2 separate regions of the Sus scrofa genome follow, and region 1 is linked to region 2. The links are chromatin contacts, called in public HiChIP or PLAC-seq maps. All regions are on one chromosome and are shown on one strand. The core of a region is the stretch at or near the end of the contact, and the rest is flanking DNA. Distances in the headings are between cores, read along the strand shown. Region 1 holds the start of EED (polycomb protein EED). Region 2 holds the start of CCDC83 (coiled-coil domain-containing protein 83).

Evidence for each region. HiChIP or PLAC-seq counts read pairs in DNA pulled down with a chosen protein or histone mark.
Region 1: a contact with region 2 is called in an H3K27ac HiChIP or PLAC-seq map of skeletal muscle, with 7 times the contacts expected there. The contact joins the promoter of EED here to the promoter of CCDC83 in region 2. A contact is called at or near these places in 3 of 47 Hi-C or Micro-C datasets (embryonic fibroblasts, epiblast stem cells and liver) and 2 of 2 datasets of contacts at active chromatin or transcription factors (alveolar macrophages and skeletal muscle).

The regions. Positions count from the first base shown.
Region 1 is chr9:20,120,120-20,126,360 of Sscrofa11.1, forward strand. It overlaps EED (polycomb protein EED), which reads left to right and starts at 2,958. Exons shown (of 12, transcript XM_013979229.2): 1 at 2,958-4,333. The coding sequence starts at 4,220.
Region 2 is chr9:19,768,666-19,774,880 of Sscrofa11.1, forward strand. CCDC83 (coiled-coil domain-containing protein 83) reads left to right here and starts at 3,418. Exons shown (of 11, transcript XM_021062606.1): 1 at 3,418-6,031.

The DNA of each region.
Region 1 (6,241 bases), core at 1,708-4,207, 350 kb after region 2:
GATGATCTTTGAAAGTTTTCCAACACAGATCAACTGAAAGCGTTCCAATATAGACTTATTTGAAGGCTAAGGGATGTTTCTGGCTAGAGTTATTAACTGTTTAATATAAGGTAGATTTTTTAAATTTAATATTTATATTTAACTTTTTTTGGCTGTATCTGCAGTATGCGGAAGTTCCCAGGCCAGGGACTGAACTCAAGCCACAGCAGTGACCTAACCAGATCCATAATCTGCTGCGCCACAAGAGAACTCCAGATTTTTTTTAAAATAAGGTTTTTTGTAGGGGATTATTTTACAGAAAAGTTGCAACATTTCTCTCATTAACATCTTACATTACCATGGTACATTTGTCAAAATTAAGAAATTGAAACACATGACTATTAATTCCAGACTGTATTTGTATTTTCCCAGTTTCCCCAGTTAGGTGCTCTTTCTGTCTCAAGTAATACAGGTTTTTCATGTTCTTCAGTGGTGTTTAAAAGATTGAGTGTTCCAAATATCAAGCTCTGTGAACAGAAATACATAAATCCCGGTCCTTCATCCTGATGCAAAAGTACTTTCTAATCAATCAGACTTGAACATGATCCTTAGCTCTGCCACTGTGAAGAGCTGTGTGTTTGGGGGCAACACGTTTAATTACACTAAGCCATTGCGTCCACATTTGTAAAATGCAGGTTGTAAGACCACTCCAACTGTGATGGTTCCTGAAATTATTCACAGTAAAAGAATTCAATGCTAACAAACTTATAATTTTTAAGATTTTTAATAGGTAACTATACTGAAACTAATAACATAAAAATAGCACTCTAATTAGCATACCATATGGTAAATCAGAAGAGGGCTCAAAGGAGCTTGACTAAAGACAAACTGTAGTGAGGCTCCTCTGAGCCCTGTTCTCAACTAGTCCTTATCCTTCCGCCTGCCTAGTTCAGATGTAGCAACAATTCTGTGAAATCAGTTTAGAAAGAATCCTCCCTCCATTCTTGATATCTGATAACCTTGGCAAGTCAGTTTAGGAAGAACTCCACCCCACCCTCCACCCCAAAAAACCACACACAAAATTTTTTAAGTTAAAAAATTTTAAAAATAATTATAAAAAGACAAACAAATGAAGAATGTCCCTACCCTTCATGTCTCCTCTAGTAAATTTCCATCCACTAAGCCCCCATAGGGGAGGAATGTCTTCCTCTACCCTCCCAGAATTGACAGCAGGGCCTATAGAATAAACTGAAAACAGCCAAATTAACAGGAAAAAGGTATACAAATTGACTCATTTTTAGTATTATATGCACAGGGCCATTGAGGGGGAAAAAATGAATATCCCCCAAAAGCAATAATCTTTGATAGCTGATACCATCTCAACAGGAGAAGGGGTAAGGGGACATATGCTGCTTAGGGGAGAGTAAGTCATTTTTTGGAAAGATGAATGAGCCCTTCGAATAGATGGGAGATGATGGCAGTTCATGACAAAGTTTGTCTGAGGGTGGTGTCAACTTCTGACTTGTAACTTCCTCTTCTGTGATAAGAGCCAACCTTTCCCTGGCTGACCCAACCCCTGGGGAAGGGATTCGTGACAGTTCAGTTCCTTTTGGAGGATCTGTCTTTAGGGAGATGAGTGGGACTCAAAGAAATCTGTTTTTCAAGTACCTTCAGCTCAAAATAATATACCAAAGCAGCATATTGCATGTGGCATGTCCTGCACTCCGTCCCCACCCCTACCCACCACTCCGCTCCATGATTATAAATCTCCACCTAATCCTGCTGTATTCAGAGTTGAGCCCAATTTCTTTCTCCTCCTGTGACGGTCTTGACACTTATTACAACAGTCCTAAATGAAGTTCTTTTCTGTTCTCACAAGTGTCAGAATAATTTTTGTCTTTTTAGGGTCGCACCCGTGGCATATGGAGGTTCCCAGGCTAGGGGTCAAATCAGAGCTGCAGCCGCTGGCCTACACCACAGCCACAACAACACCACATCTGAGCCTCACCTGTGACCTATACCACAGCTCATGGCAACACCGGATCTTTAACCCACTGAGTGAGGCCAGGTATCACACCTGCATCCTCATGGATACTAGTCAGATTCATTTCCTACTGAGCCACAAGGGGAACTCCAGAATAATTTTTAACATTAGCAATAATGAATAAAACCAATTTCCATATATTATCCCTGACTCATCAGACACATTTAAAAGATATCTCTCCAAGTTTTAATAAAACTCTTTAAAAATATTTTCGCGTTTTGGGTAACATGAAGGCCGAAAGGCATTTTCCTTCCATATGTGTCCTTTACCCAAATGTTCAGCAATTTTCTAATTTTATGACTATAAGTGATTTCCACTTTCCAGCTCCCATTGATTCCCAAATACACAGAGTAATTTGGATTAGAAATGCCTTAGCTCATTATCCTTTTTTTTTTTTGGTAGAGCTATATTTCATAAACATCCTTCTCAAGAGACAAGCGGGGTATGTTTGTTTCTGCGCATGAAAATGTCATGCCAAACCACATCTTAGTTTCTCAGTGGTTGACTCTATACCAGTTTCATCTCTCTCTCTCTCACCAACTGAGTGCTTAGTAGTGCCTGGAATGTTAGGATTTCAACAAATAAATGCAATTACTATTATTAAGATATGGACTTTAATTTTTCAGCCTCATTTTTGTCTTCATTGCAAAAAAAAAAACTTATTCTGCCTTGCTTTTTGCTTTACCTTTTCTCATTCTCAACAGAATCCTCTCCCTATCTCCAAAAGAAAGAGTGATTTGCAATCCGCAGTTAATGAAACAGATAATATTCTCTATGTTAAAGCATCATGCAAAAGTAGTTCAAGTACACTAGAATTTAATAGATGGGGCACTCTCAACTGTTTATCCAACAGGCTATGTAATGAGGTTTAAAAGAGGAAAAAACATATAATATCACGCACCTTTCTTTTTTTTTTTTCTTTGTTGTTCAGTTATGTGGCTTAATGACCCATCTAACAAATTCACCAGGATCACCAATTTATTTAGCATCTGTCAAGCGCCCAGATTTTGATGAAATCTAACAGTTTTGTGGCCTGCACCTAAAATTTTATTGTATCGGATTTGCCGTCACTTAAGTCTCACAGTTTCAAACAAAGTTGGAGATGACCATTGATTTTTGGGCCTTGGCATTGTCCAGGGCCTTGATAACCCTTTAACAGTTAAAGGAGTACTTTGAGCTGTAACTCACTGGAGTCTAGGATATTATAGTTTTAGGATATTCTTACTTAAACTCTTCTCAATAGTAGCACCAATTGGACGAGGATAATCATTCATCGTAATAAATATTCACCAGAATAAATATTCATCAAAAAAAATTATGACGCATTCAGGGACTACGATTTGGTACCGCTTTGAAATCCATCTTAGGCTACGGAAACCCGGTGGAAGACTACCTGGTTCAGCAAAGACTTCGAAGAGGCGGGGCTTGGAGGAGGCGGGTCCGGACAACCAAGCGCGAGAATACGCCCCAGCGCATGCGCACCTATGAGCGGGTAACTTCCATTTGTTAGGCAGGGGAGGCAAGTGAGAAACAGTCTACAGTTTTAAATTTCTATTCTCACCCGAAAATGAGATTGTGAACAGGTCCATGAACAATTTGAGAGCGTTAGCCTCTGAGGTTAAGGTTATGGACACTTGCCATATACCCCTAAATCAAGAGGTGACTTCTCATCTCTTCCCCCGTCCCCTAGGATATTGGTGGTCTAGTCCATTCCACAGACTTTCGAGTCCTTGCAGCGGGTCGGGGATCGAAGGATTGGGCCAATTGCGACTGAAACGTCTTTGGAAAGAGGAAGGGGGTGAGGGGGCATCCTTCTGAGTTCCGCCTCTCTTTTTTCGACGCGGTCGTGGGGAAGGGGAACGTACGAAATACTGCCCTTGAAAGCCAACGGATCACACCTCTCCGTGCAAACTGCCGGGAGGGCGGCGGGAAAAGGGCAAGACGGGAGTGGGTAAAGGGAAGGATCCAGGAAGCCGCGCGGGAGGGCGCGCGCGCGCGCGCCCCTTTTTCAGCAGTGTGGCGGGGTCGCACGCACGCCCGCCTCGGCGGCTGGGCGCGGTTTGCGACAGTGGGGGGAGCGGTGGAGGTGGCGGCGGCAGTGGCAACTTTGCGGCAAGCTCCGGCCGGGCTTGCTTGACGGCGGTGTGGCGGAGGCCCCGCCCTAGGCGGCAGGAACCTGGAGGGAGGCGGAGGAATATGTCCGAGAGGGAAGTGTCGACAGCGCCGGCGGGAACAGACATGCCTGCGGCCAAGAAGCAGAAGCTGAGCAGCGACGAGAACAGCAACCCGGACCTCTCTGGAGACGAGAATGTGAGTGCAGTTCTGAGCAGTTCAGATGGGACTCCGGAGTGAAAGTTTTAAATTCTTTTTAAACTGTAGGCGTGGGGGCGGGCTGGTGGCTGTGGGGGGAGGGAGAGGTGTCACACTCTACTCAGGAAAACGCGGGCGTGGAGGAGAAAATCGAACTTGTTTCTAAGGGGGTTTTGAGCTGAGGCCGAGAGTGAACGGAAACTTGGCGAAGGAGAGTGGTTTAAGAGAGCGAGATGGCAGAGGGTCAGAGGGGTCTGGGTCCTTTTGAGAGGATGGGGAGTGTTCGGGCCTTTGGGAGATTTTGTCCGAGTGCAGAGCTGAGACTCTAGTAGTTTAAAAGGCAAGTTAGAGGCTTTTCTAAGAAAGTTGGAAGGAGGGGCTAGCGTGTTATGGACTTTTAAAATGGAATTTAGGGACCGTGTCACTCTTAGAGCCTTCTGACTGTCCAGGATGGGAGGAGTAGATCTTAGACCTAAGACGTTTAGACGACTCTTTTAAAGGGGCATTTGTGTCTGCTCTTATCTTGTCCATGGATAAGGGGTGCGCCTGACAGTCGGATTCTTCTCAGGAGGAGAATTGAGAGGGTCGTCTACTGACTTGGAGGAGGAAACGATCCTTGAGGAAGGAATGAGAAGGGAGTTACTCTCTTTTAAGTTTTCACTAAGATAAAGGGGACGACCCCTGGAAGATTTTAGGCCAACTGCGGTTAGATCCTTTTAAGTAGGGGCTCATGGCCTCGCATGTGCAAGGTATTTTGGAATTAGATTTTTTTTTTTAAACTCTAAAGTGGATCTTGGTAATACTCTAGTCCGTCCCAACAGTTGACCCCATTGTATTTAGGTGAGACTCCGGTAACAACCGAATCGACGTTAATTTTCAGCTTCAGGTTTTAAGTGTATATCCATTAAGGTCAGCAAAATGTCTTGACTTAAAGACGGTACTCTAAAATGTGAACCTTCCGGGGAAAAACATCTGATCATCTTTTTAAAAATCTTCAAAATATTGTAGAAGGGTGGATTAAGTTCTTCGTTTTCTCAGTTTGGCCAGTTTTTAAGGATAAATGTTATTTCTTATACACCCAGTTCCTAAATTCTACATCATTACCTCATCGACTGAAGCATATATATGGTACGGTGTCACGACCAAAATTTTCACTGAACAGATGGGAAAGAATCCTTTTTGCAAATAGAAGAAAGATATTTGGGGATTTGGACTTGAAGTTTCTGGAAGGCTTAGGTGCTGAATGTTACTTTAAATCTGTTTTTGTTTCCTGTTTGTGCTTCCAGTCTTAGGTATTGGGACCTAACATTTTGACCCTCTTCATTCCATCCCATGGAGCCTGTTTTATTTTCATCTTTTCTTAAATTTTTCTAGGCAGACTAGGTTAGTGACTAGAAGCACAACTGGATCCAAGTGTTAGATTACAACCCCCTGTCTACTACTTACTGGTTGCTTGACCTTGAGCAAGATATTTGACCTAGTTGCCTCACATTCTTGAAAATGGGGATAATAACAGTGTTGATTTCATGGGGTATTTGTGAGGATAAATGAGATAATATAGGTAAAGTATTTTTTTAAAAGAGTGCCTGCCCCCTAATAAGTACTGTACAAGTGTTTTTAATTACTATTACTTATTTTGTAATCATATAGTCTGGACTTAGCTTTCTGGTCCTTAGGCATATTCATCAGGCAGAAATGTAATGAAAATGTCAGTAACCTATTTAGACTGAGGAAAATTTCAGGGCACCAAAAACATTGAAAGAATATTTTCTTTTTACAGACCCTAAAGAGGAGTATATTTTTTGATGTATACTAAAACTATTTAGAAGTAGATGATTGGATTAAGCTTTTGTGTTTTGAATAGGGACTTTTAACCTTTTTTGTGCTTTGGACACGGTAATGAATCCT
Region 2 (6,215 bases), core at 2,168-4,667:
AGTTTCCTTACTGCTGAGCTATGAGGGAATACCACAAAGATAATTAATATTTTCATTCACTGTTTCAGTTCCCTTCCTTAAGTTCTTAATAAGTTATTAACCTTAACACCATTAAGCATGAAACATATGATAATGTATTTTTTTAAAAATTAAATTCAAGGATGACAAGCATGTGACGTATGATGAGTGGAGGTCCAAGCCGATGCCTCGCTTTTGTCTTCTCAGTACAGAAGGAAGATCACTGACTCAAAGGCAACTAAGTGCTCTTAGGATTTAAGAGATTGTCAGGAGGCGGAGATGGAGAAAGAACGCAGATGAGGAAAGGGGGCACCTGAAAGGTTGCAGGTGTGTGATATCCCCCCCCGCCCCGCCCCCGTTAGGAGAGAGCCGCCAAGACTGGAAAGACAGGGGGAGATGGACTCTATATTGGTTTTCTTAAGATTTAGGAGCAAAATAAATAAATAAATAAACAAATAAACAAGAAGGAAAATGGGTAGAATCAAGGGCTTTTAGAGCTGTAAGTATTTAGTCCAGGGGTTTGCATATCTATTCGGAGTTAAACCCAAAAGAACTCTTACTCAAAAAAAGCAGACAGAAGAATGGCTGTCTCGGTGTAAGGGGCAGAGGCGGGCAGATCTCCCGTCAAGCGCACACAACCGTTTCCCCATCCTAGGAGTTGTCTGAAAACCACCGACCAGTCCTGATGTCTTCATTTTACAGTGGAAGAAAACAGCAAGCGGCTTAAGGTCACAGGACAGAGGCCGGAAGACGCGGCTCTAAACAACTCACCACTTCCCGGTTTGCCGCTAGAGGGAGCCAGGTGGGTGAGCTGCGGCGAAGAAAATCCCGCGGGAAGGAAGCCGGCGAGGGCGGCGGTTTCCCCTGCTGCCACCAGGGGGCGCGCCCGGCCCGCCGCTCGCAGCTCTGTTTTGCGGTGGGAGGGGACGGTCCTTGTGAGCCGGTCGCCTTGGAAACGGAGGCCGGGCGGCTGCGGCGGATTGAGCCTGCCAGGCCTGCAGGCGGAAGGCGAGAGCTATCTCCCTGCCCACTTCTGTGCATCTGCACCTGGAAGCCATCGAGGGGAGGTCTGGAGATTGCCTGGCCTTCCCGCACGGGCGCGATTCCTTCCAGTATGACCCCTAAGACTCTAAGAGCATCTCTGCCCCACCCCTACCGGCCCTGAGCCTTGCTCTGCCACAAAATGGGCCTGTGGTCCCAACCTTCTGGAGTCTTAACACCAGGCGAGGTTTGGGGCCGCTAGGAGCCCCTGGGAGGGGTTCTAATAGGCCCACAGCTTCTCTACACCCAGGGGACACAGAGGAGGAAGAAATTTTGATCTGATCAGAATATTAACCCACCTCTTTTTCCACCTTGCCGTAGAACCCCTGGATTGCGTTACTTATTCGCCTCTCGAGATCTTCAGCTCCTGGAGGGTAGGATCTGATTTTGATCCAGGTTTGTAACCTTGGTGCCCTTACCGTCTCCAGCGCACAGTAGATGCTCACTCAGTAAATTAATACTGCCTTCCATTTTGGGGGGACTTTATCACTTGACCGTTTTCCCACTTGCGCCTCATTAATAACCCCTACAGGAGGTAGGAAAGGTGGAAGAGAGACTGAGGCTTAGAGACCTGTCTGAGGTTATAAAACTCACTAGTGGAGGAGCTAGATCTAGACTCAAATCTTAGTGCTCTTCTCATTGAATTCCCAGTCTGGTGAATTCTTTAGAATGAGTGCCCCACACATCTTCGCACCCTTCTTAGGACCAGAAAAGAGCCCCTCCCACTGCAGGTACTTTATAAACCTCACCTGTCTAATCCATAGCCTGGTTTGTCCTGGCTGCCGGCAGCATCGTTCAAATTAGGACACTTGGTTTCTTTTATTATTTGCTAGATTTGGATAGTAGCTTGTTTCCTCACTCCCCTTCTTACTCCGTAATTCTCTGCTGGGAGGAGAGAGTCGAGGAAGTGACTGGGAGGTAGGAAATGTCCCATCTGAGAAAAAAGAAAAAAAAATTGTGTGAAGGCAGAGAAGGAAAATAATAGACTGGGTATTTATCAGTGTGTGCAATTACGGCTCATGGATTTCCTTTCCACCCTCCCCGGCAAGACCCCGCCCCAGCTGGTCCTCTTTATTCGCCACTGCTCTTTGAAGGGGAAAAGGGTTGTTATTCTCCTCTGCCATCCGAATGTAAAAGTATTTCCACCATCCTCACAATATTCTCTTCACGGTGGTTTCTTTTCTTTTTTGTCCCTTCTAAAATTGAAGGACAACAGGAATTGAAAAAAATATATAGTTCTGGTAGAAAACTTAGTATAATATACTGCATTTCAAACTATTATTAGCAATTCTGGATCAGAAGACAGACCAATTTTTAAGCTAAGAATCCAATATAATTTGAGTTCAAAAATGTGCCAATGACCAAAAGATTTGTATTGGTGAAGAAAATACATGCTAATGTAACACCACATCATCAATCGAGCAAGTGAAAAGTTGAAAATATCACCTATGCAGATTATATTATATATATATTTTTTTGACTTTTTAGGGCTGCCCCCAAGACATGTGGAAGTTCCCAGGCTAGGGATCCAATTGGAGCTACAGCTGCTGGCCTACACCACAGCCACATCAGATCCTAGCGAGTCTGTGACCTATACCACAGCTCATAGCAACACCAGATCCTTAACCCACTGATCGAGGCCAGGGATCGAACCAGCAACCTCTTGGTTTCTAATCAGATTTGTTTCCACTGAGCCATGACAGGAACTCCTATCCAGATATTTTTAAATACGTTGATTTGAAAATATGGTTATTTAATATAGCTCCAGAATGGCTGTGTTTTACATTTTAGAGCTGTTTGGGGCTATATATCCATAATCTATACAAAGAGAAGTAGGTCTGGAATTTTGTAAAACTGAGTTTTAGGTGATATTATCACTACTAAGAGGCTTTAAATGCATACAGGTTTTTTTTTTTTTTAATATGCTGGAGAGTATTTCTAAAATGTTTTTAATTATATTAAAAGTGTATTCTAGCCTGAGTGAGCATTTGAGTTTAAAAGTTATTTTACTTTCCAAATTCAGGGTACATACAACATTGTGAGCAAATAAATAAGGCCACTGGGAAAGAACCTGAGCATGCATTATTTACCCATCATTCAAATCAGACATTTACTGAACATCTAATTTGTGCCCATGGGAGATGCTAATCTGTGTGCCAACATCTGTTTTTGGTTTTGTTTTGTTTTGTTTTGGCTGCACCCACGGCATATGGACATTCCTAGGCCAGGGGCTGACTCTGAGCCACACCTGCGACCTACTCCAAAGCTGCAGCAACGCTGAATCCTTAACCCACTTCTGGGCCAGGGATCAAACCACACCTCAGCAGCAACCCAGGCCATGGCAGAGACAATGCTGTATCCTTAACCTGCTGTGCTACAGCAGGAACTCCCCAACATCTATTTTTGAATTCCCAAAGACAGGAGTTGCTGAAGCTGTTATTTAGTATTTAAGGAGTTGTTTTGGTTGAAGGTGCGTGCCTTGATAGGTAGATGTGTGCCTTTTAAGTAAGACTGCTCTTTAACGAAGGCTTTTGGAAGGATGGCATTATTATTGTTGTTGGTTGACTTACATAATCTTATAGCTGATTAATGGCAAAGCCACATCTAGACTTCAAGACTTCCAACACCCTCATAGAGATTGTTTAACTAAATCGTGCTCGCCACCCGGATGGAATCTTATTGCGAACTTTTGTCATTACTAATGCTATTACATAAATATCTTCCATTTTAATCTACATTTATATAGAACATTAGCTAAAAAACATCAGGATCCATTTCAAATGTCTAGAAAGGCCTTAGAGCAGGACTGCCATCCCTTCCAGCCTCCACAATATTATGAAAGGGGTCATTAAGAGACTTCTGGATATTCGTGGCTCCACAAAATCATGACAAAAAGTCATGAGGAGCTTTCTAGGTGTTGAGCCAGGATTCTGAGACTGTGCAGGAAGGGACACACTCCTTGTTGTAGGGATAATTTTACAGAGTCAAGGAAAGCATGATGGGCTAACAGTACATTAGAGGAAGATGGCAATTATATGTCACTTTTTACTTAATAGACTTTTATTTTTTTTATTTTACTAAATAGACTTCTTACTTTTCCCTGAGGAGCAGGGAGGGAGTATTTTCTGAAACAGTTTCTGACAGAAAATGACTATGAACTAGTCTCTGGAAAGGCTGGACATCTGAGTCCTTCGAACCCTGCCTCCTCACCTGCCCTCACACTACATGTGTGTGTTATTGATGCCCAGAGTTGGGAAAGGAAGAACAGATGGGCACAAAAGGTCATGCCCTGGGCACAGATCACGGTAGCATTCTTTACTTGCATGGTTTTTTAAAGTCTTTTAAAGTTGCTCATTAATTTTTTTAAAGTTCTGTTGGAGTATGCTTCTTTCTTCCTGTCGGTCTGAGACCTCACCTCTTCTGTGTTTTATAACCAGGGGCCAGGTAAATTGCCACACACAGGACGGAATAGACGTTTGCAGGTACTGGCAAAACAGATTAGATGTCCACCTGTCAGGAAATCTTCTCAGTGAAATCTTCCTGGAAAATAATTACCTTGCTCTGTGGATAATTTCTAGAACGCTCACCTTTTTCTGAGATAGAAATCCTCTAGGTGGTCAGGCACTGTAAACCCTGGTAAATGTTTATGAAAATTCCTGTCGTTTGTAGGACATTATCTAATGCAAAAGTCCATTTTGAGGCAATGTCAGTAGCTCGTCGGAAAAAGTCAGTTATTAAGCAGGCAATCCCATTGGCTTACTAATTTTCTGGAAAGCATATGAAACAATAAACCTTAATATAGTTTATGCATAAATCATTTGTGCTTAATGGATCCGCATTTTCACTCATGTTTTATTCAAACCCTTTGCCTAAGCTGCAGTTAGGTAACTAATTGCACATTGGTCGGAAAGTTGAAAACATAAGAAGCAACTGAGCAAGATGAGGTCATTATTTTCCTCCAGCACCAGATGGGTACCACAGGTGGGTACCATAACACTGGATCTCTTCCATATGATGCAGAAAGAAAATTAGAGATTAATGTTGTTTAAGCTTTAAAATATTTTATTATAAACGTTTTTGTTAAATACTGAGTTACTGTAAAATGAAATACTTGACAACATGCTGTTTTTGTGTAACAGTCAAGTTAAAAATTTTAATTCTAAAATAGAAAATAATATAAAAATTAAACAGCATCGAAGAGAAAAGAAAGCAATTTTTTTTTTCTTCACTATAAGTTGCTGTGAACTGTGATGGTATAATGAAACATTTTGGTAGGGAGCTTATGGAATTATTCTCCATACTTTGATATCTAAGAAGAGATCACTTAATATATTACTCTGCCTTAATGTATTAAATCTTTTTATGTGTCACCTTTATAATTTTCAGTGAAAAGTATCATAGTATATTGGCATTTACGTATGCTAGAGATGAACACTCTTGGCTAGGAAAGAAAAGTCTCAGACACAAAGACTGAGCCTCCCTGGGGGTCTGGGCATGCAAGCAGCATATCTGCAGGGGAAAAATATGTTTTCATTTCAGGGAGTTTCGCTGTGGACCTGAATGATATATGGAGATTGCCGATTCAGTGATCCAAATCAGTGATGAAGGCTGGCAGTAGCAAACCACACGGATTAGTCTTTACACCTCTCATCATACTTGGCAGCAGGCACACTCCCTCTGTCTTAGTTACCTGAAGCTTAGAGAAGCATAGTCTGGAGCTATAACGAAAGGGGCAAAATACTTTTAAAGTCTTTCTATATGGCAGACACTATGCTAGATTGCTTTAACCCTTAGCTTATTTAATCCTTGCCACAGCACTTAGAATAAGATTTTTGTTCTCACTTTACAGGTGATGGAACTAAAACTCAGAAAGATTAAGTAACCTCTGCAAGGTCGCAAAGATAATAGGTGGTGGATCTAGAATTAAAACCTGCCTGCCTGATTTATCCAAGGACGGCCTCTGCTGAGCCAGGTGGGGAAAGGCAGTGATGCACAAGAATGACGTCATCCCCGCTCTCCTCTGTGCAGCGATTTGAGCAATAATCGCAAAGGTTATGTCCTTCCTGTCACACCCACCTCCTAATACATTGACTGAAGATGAGGCACTTATTTTCTTGAACTTAGTAAAAATCAAAAGCGAAAAACCTGTTAAGGAA